Linked DNA regions of Canis lupus: region 2 is linked to region 1. Evidence: chromatin contacts called from public Hi-C data. All regions are on one chromosome and are shown on one strand. Each heading gives the region's core, a stretch centred on a gene start, on an enhancer-like site or on the middle of the called end of the contact. The rest is flanking DNA. Distances are from core to core; before and after follow the strand shown. Region 1 overlaps JARID2 (protein Jumonji). Region 2 overlaps JARID2 (protein Jumonji).

The links. A called contact is a pair of places that touch in the nucleus more often than the background predicts.
Region 2: a Hi-C map of blood shows a contact between it and region 1, with 1.6 times the contacts expected there. The contact joins two enhancer-like sites. A contact is called at or near these places in 2 of 9 Hi-C or Micro-C datasets (both in blood).

Annotation. Positions count from the first base shown.
Region 1 is chr35:15,784,371-15,787,516 of UU_Cfam_GSD_1.0, forward strand. The region is part of intron 1 of JARID2 (protein Jumonji); the gene reads left to right. Among named protein-coding and RNA genes, the nearest start is that of JARID2, 9.4 kb to the left of the region's middle. Within about 2 kb of position 1,306, at least 4 of the 20 cell types and tissues checked have an H3K27ac peak or open chromatin away from gene starts, as enhancers often do. A contact at or near this core is called in blood, where this site is marked.
Region 2 is chr35:15,883,350-15,886,452 of UU_Cfam_GSD_1.0, forward strand. The region is part of intron 1 of JARID2 (protein Jumonji); the gene reads left to right. Among named protein-coding and RNA genes, the nearest start is that of JARID2, 110 kb to the left of the region's middle. Within about 2 kb of position 1,537, at least 1 of the 20 cell types and tissues checked has an H3K27ac peak or open chromatin away from gene starts, as enhancers often do. A contact at or near this core is called in blood, where this site is marked.

The DNA.
Region 1 (3,146 bases), core at 56-2,555:
CCTGGGCCTCTCGGGTATCTGTCTGGATTTCTTTCCACTTCCACACTGTTTTACAACAGGTTTTGCTAATCTTGTGAGAATGGTGCCTATCTCTCCTGGGGTTCTCTTTGAAGTTTAAAGAAATGTGCCGGAAGAGCTTGGATTGTAGAAAACACCATAGATGGGCCACACAACACCCACTCCTCCTGAAAGCATTGTGAAGAGAAGGCCCAGTCACTTCGGAAATAACCGCCCACGTTTGTTTCCATAGTGAGTTCACACCAGAAAAAGGCTTTTGAGTCCATTTTACAGAAGAGAAAATCAAGGCAGCTAGACACTGGCCAGGACGTTAAAGACTGCATATCTCTTTCCTACTTTTTGGTCCAGGTGAACGAGCGGTAAAATGAAATGATGACCGTAACCCCAAAAAAGGGGAAGAAAAGATCACAACAAGGGCTCTTGGCAGGCTTCAGAGAGGTTTTTTGCTTAAGCAAGTTGGGGAAGTTAAGGCAGGTTGTCAGCGTCCCTGGAACAGAAGGAGTGCATCCGTCTCAAGTACATGTTTGTGTTTGTTGTTTTTTTAAACACCAGTTGGTGGAGCTACCCTCTTTCCCCAGCTGGCTGTCTCCTTGAGTTCTCATTGGAAAAAAGAGCTGAGATCCCAGTACCCTTTGGGACTGACTGGTTTGTACTCTATATTTTTGTGAGTGTCCCCACCCACTGTCTCGGTGATATCTTAGGGCCAGGGCCGGCTGGGCCACATTAGCTCTCCAGGCTTCTGAGAACCTGCAGGAACCTGCTTTCTTCGCAGGGGCTGTCACAAATTGGATCCTCTCTCTCTTTTTTTTCCTCCTTGTATTGTTGCCCTTGCCTTTGCTGCTTATGGGACTGTGGTGGGGTGGGGTGGGGGTGGGGGGGGGGGGCAGCGCTGGGGCAATCATTGGCCCTCATCCTCACCAAGGTCCGGGCCCTGTGGTAAACAAAAGCTGCCCAGATATGTTAATGAGGCAGCATGAGTAATGGGAACATTATACATAATTACTCGTATTCATAGGATGTATGAGGGTGTTAGAAAGGGGAACCCTACTGGTTGAAGTTCTTGAGAGCTGTTTTTGAGGGCTGGTGCTGCCTCAGAGGCCTAAATTGGATTTTAAGTTCTAATTTTGTAAGTCTGTCAAGCCCCACCACCCATGAAGAGGAAGGCCAGTGAGCATCGAAATGTCAGAAATGTCATCAGCGGCACTGTTTGGTTACCAGGAATCCTAGAAGGTTTAACAAAATATAGCCAGTTTTGCTCCTTTATCCTCCCAGTGCAGCTCTTTCCTCACACACCTGTTTTCTGCAGTAGGAGCAGGACTTCCTTTCCCAGCACTATTGTTTTTGGGGGGTGAGGGGCAGCGAGACGGGTGGTGTGTGTGGTGTGTGTGTCTGTGTCTGTTTTCCATCAGGAGACCCTCTGGTTTGCTGTGAATGAATGATCCAGGAGAGTGTGGGAGACCTTTTGGTGCCCTCTTTTATTGCTTTTTTTAAAAATCTGGGTGGTTCTTTCTCTGTTATTTCCTAAGCACAATTTTGGTGAGGACTTGATCTACAGTGGTTATCTCTTGGTTCTTATTTCTGCCAGCTGTTAAAGTGTTTGGTGCCTGTGGGGGCAGAAACAGGTGCCAGGAGGAAATGAGCAGGGATTAGGGCTGAGCATGTGTTTCTTGCATTTATTCCTTCCATAGGTTTGCAGAATGAGGGCTACTGAATGTATGCTCACTCTGTGAAGCAGCTCTCGGATACGGACATGATTAAAACCTGGAGCGTCTTGTGCTTTGTGTATATGCCTTTCTATTAGTACGTGGGCCGCAGTAACGCAGTGCCTTAGATTTGATTCACAGGCTTAGGCTCAGTCATGAACATAACAGATAAGCCGTGGTAATGGACAGGATTGGGGATGCGAGCTGAGTTCAAGGTTGGGTCCTGTGCTACACTGGGCATCTGACCCTTGGGAACACCACGTAACCTCACCGAGCTGCTTCCTCATCTGGAAAACTTGTTTCATCCACCTCTTGGGCTTGTTACTGGGAGAGCCAGTGAGATTTTTGATGTGAAAGCACTTTGTAAATTGCATACGCCTGCACAAATGGTCAAGGTATCATTACACAGTTGGAAATCACCAACCTGGAGACATCGGGCCTGCCGGCAGCCTTCCTAGCTGACTCAGAAATAAATGAGTCAAATGAATTCTATACTTGGCCTCTTAATAAACCAAATGAGTAGCTTTAGAATAAGTCCATTTTGATGTAATCTCTTCCCACCCCCACTCTGTTTGATGAAGCACTCTGTGTCATCCAAACACGTCTGGGTGGTGAACTGGAGGCACAGATTTGACCCTTGAGACTGGAGTGGCCCCGGATCTGTGCTCAAAGACGTTTCACCAAAGATGTTTAAACTGGGATCTTGGAGCAATAATCCTTGAAATTGAAAATCTGGTCGTGATCCTTCATGGGCTCCCTGTGGCTTTTGGAATAAATCTAAACCAAGTGTGTCAGGACAGCATGACAAGCCCTTCTTGCTGGGCCCCGGGCCTATCCGGCCACCTGTTCTGGTTTAGCGGAACCCAGCCCTTAGCCTTTGCACGTCCTGGTTCCTCGAGTGGGTTGCCTGAAGAGCCCTACCTGGCCCTTCTGAGGCCTTGCTGGACAGCTGGCCACCCCTTCCTCCAGCCAGGCGGGATGAAGCCCCTTCTCTCTGTCGGCCTGACTCCTTACACCTACTTCTAGGCACTGGAATCTTTGTTTACCTGTTCCTTTTCTCTTAGCCCCTGAAGGGGAGGGGCCGGATCTTATGGGAGTGTGCAGCTGAGGAAGTCCATTGTTGAGTTGAATGATGCTTTTGGAGTATGTCAGATATCCCCTAGTTATGGGAGGGGATTTGTATGGATCTAGTGGAAGGAGATGAACTAAGCAGAAATCGCATAGCTGAGGAAGCAGAGATATCTAACTCTGTTAAGTGACTTGCCTGGGGTCTCACATTTTGTCAGTGACTGACCCAGCTAGGGCGTGAAATCCAGCCCCCGGTACAGCAGAAGGCTGTTACTCTTCTTGGACAAGTGTTTCAGAGATCCTCCTTCCAGGTAGCTTCTCAGTTATCCATGGTAACTGCCGTACCTGATTCATTTT
Region 2 (3,103 bases), core at 287-2,786, 99 kb after region 1:
GAGCATTTTATTTTGGCCCTTGGGGAGTGCCTGCTGTGTTTCTTTGTGTGGGCATGTATGTTAGGCTTGGAAAGTGTTTTCTTTGAGGTCAGGGCTTTTGTAAAATGGGCTGAAAAAGTTTGTCAAACCCCAACTGGCCATTAAAAATTCGTGTGTGTTTTCTATTTGGCTACCCGCTCCCCCCCCCCCCCCCCCAGTTTTACATCAATTTTAAAGATAAAATCCATCCCTTACTATCCTATTAGGAGGACAAGATCTTTTTTCTCTTGTGTGTGGAGTTAGAGAAGTTCTTTTTGAAAGCTACCCTGATAACTGGGGAATGTTAGGAACAAAAAGAGAGCCGGCAGGCCACTCAGTCTCTCTGGAGACAAAAGTGGAATTATATGTTACTGGTGAGCAGGACGTTTCCCAGAATGTATAGCCTCACCATCTCCCTGCTCTGACTGTACAAGAAGAGGAGTAGATGCTTCAGCTGTGTCCTTCAGGTAGTAACTTGGGATCTAGGATTATTTGGCAGTAGCTTGAGATTTGGGTAAATGAGAAGAAAAACTCAAAGAATGTGTGGAGGCTTCTCCCCCCCCCCCCCCCGCCCCTAGGAAGTTGACCCCAATTTAGTTTTGTTCCTTATGATGGGATATTGGGTCAGAGAGTATCTACACTTCAAATCTGTCCCCTCCTGATGGAATTAAATCTGTAGCAGTCTTAACCTGGTTTCTTAATACTTGTAAATTTTAAAAAAATACTTTATTCATCAGAGACACAGAGAGAGGCAGAGACATAGGCAGAGGGAGAAGCAGGCTCCCTGTGGGAATTCTGAGGCAGGACTTGATCCCAGGACCTCAGGATCCTGAGCCAAAGGCAGACGTTCAACCACTGAGCCATCCAGGCATCCCTCATGATACTTGTACTGAGATGTTATTTTTGTATTTATTATTGGCAAATCAGAACCATTCTCTGACTCAGACATGCAGGGTATCCCTCATTCATTGGGACCTCTGGAAACTTTGAGTAGTTTATAGCTGTTCAATTCACTTCCTTCAAGCTAGTAGGTGTTTGGTTTATGTTTCAAGGAACAAAAGCTTGAGTATCTGCTAAAGGCCCCCCCCCCCCCCCCCCCCCCCCCCACACACACAGTATTTCAGAGAATACAGAATGCCTGATCTTAGAGAATTTCTGTAAAAACAGTCAGCAGTGTATTAGGATGTTCTGGGGCTATTTCAATAGCTCTTTCCATAGTTAATGTGAGTTTCTTTGTTTTCTTAGCTTCATTTGCTCAACCATTACTGAAGCTCCTAATGTATATACATGGATCGATGTTGGGGAGTTGTCAGAATATAGATCCTATTAATGCTGTGAGACTGCCTTTCACCGAGGGTGGGAGTGTCTATAGGTGGGTGGTCCCAGGACTGTGTCCTAGAGGTGTGATTCTGGGCTTATTAAAAATCTCGGGGCACATGCCACAACCCCAATCAGCAAAGTCAGAAGGGAAGTGAGGTCTGTACTTGATAAAGCTCCTCATGGGGGTTTCCAGGGCAGTCAACCTTGACCCACCTGTAGCATTCTAGATAAGAGCTTCTGGGGCTGCTCAAATCTGAACACATGTCCTCTTATTGGGACGATGAGAAAAAGACTTATTTTTATTAGGAAGATAAGAATATGGGGGTTTTTGTTTTTGGTAAACCAGTGAAGAGAATTTTGAAGGTGAGAATCTTTGCTTCAGGTGCTCCAGGTTTACTGAAGGAGGAATCCACAAAGAAAAAGCACAGCATAGTTGGAGCAGTGGGGTGTGACTCATGGCAGCAGGTCACATAAAGGTGTTTCTCTCTTTCCTCTCTCCAGGTCTTAGGGTTTATTCCTTTGGGTTTTGTAGTGTTCTGCTCTTTTGTCTCCAACAGCCTTTGTGTCTATGGGTCCCCCCAGTTGCTGGCATCCAGAAGGAGCTACTCTGGAACCTTCCTGGACCCATCTGAGAGAGAACAGGGTATAGTTGGTAACTCCACACAAATGTTTGTTTTGTGACCTCTTGAAAACTTCACTGCATAGTCCTCTCTGGGCCATCTTGTGACCATATTTTGACTACCTGTGAGCAAAGGCCTCAGCCCCCTGTCTTCTTGGTTACCTGTCTCTTTCTGTTTGGGGTGGATGTTTGTCATTTTCCTTATTTGCATGTGAAGCCTCAAGAGAGGAAGGGATGCCAACACCCCCCCTCCTGCCCCCATGGAGTGATTGATTTTATTTAGGACTTCACAGAGCTGAGTAGAATTTTCTTACCATCAGCTGCTCATGAACCCCAGTGTCACCTGTGTTGACCACTGCCACCATATTGACCTGCCATCATTGGTGAATTAGGGCTGTGGTGTCCAATGGATTTTTATAGAATGACTCTAGTGAGACCTCTAATTTCTTCTCCTGTGGTCACCCCTCTGCCTTCACTCACTATTTTAAAGCATCATTTTCCCTAAGGCCCTAAAAACCTTCTTCACCATAAAATGACTCGTCCAGGTCAGCCAGTCCTTTATTGGACTTCGTTCCTAACTTTTACATGGACCGGTAAACTGTGTTTTCTGCCCTTTTATAAATTATGGTATACAAAAACACGCTTTTTTAAACTACTGTGGTTATGTTGAGATCTCTAGTCCTGATCTGATCCAAGGCCTGAACTCTGACCTCTCCTAAGGGCAAGTGATAAGTAACTCAGACTAGGATGCCTAAAAACTAAACTCTGGTTCTTCCCTTCTCTCTGTTCCAGAGTAGTCTTCTCAGAAGTGCCTTCCCTTTGCCCAGAGGTAACTCCATTTCCTGAGATGAAAGATTTTTGAGTTTATCTTTGACTCTCTCCCTTTTTTCTTTATTTTTTAAAAAAATATTTGAGAGAGAGAATGAGCACAAGCAGGGGGGAGGGGAGGGAGAAGCAGACTCCCCGCTGAGCAGGGACCTTGACCCAGGTGCTCTATCCTAGGACCCCAGGATCATGACCTGAGCTGGAGGCAGATGCTTCACCCACTGAGCTGCCCCAACTCCCCCTTTCTCACACATTCCAGATAAGCACCAAGTTGGCTCCCACCTTCTGAATGTTGCTGGAATGTGACCTGCAGTGGCAGCC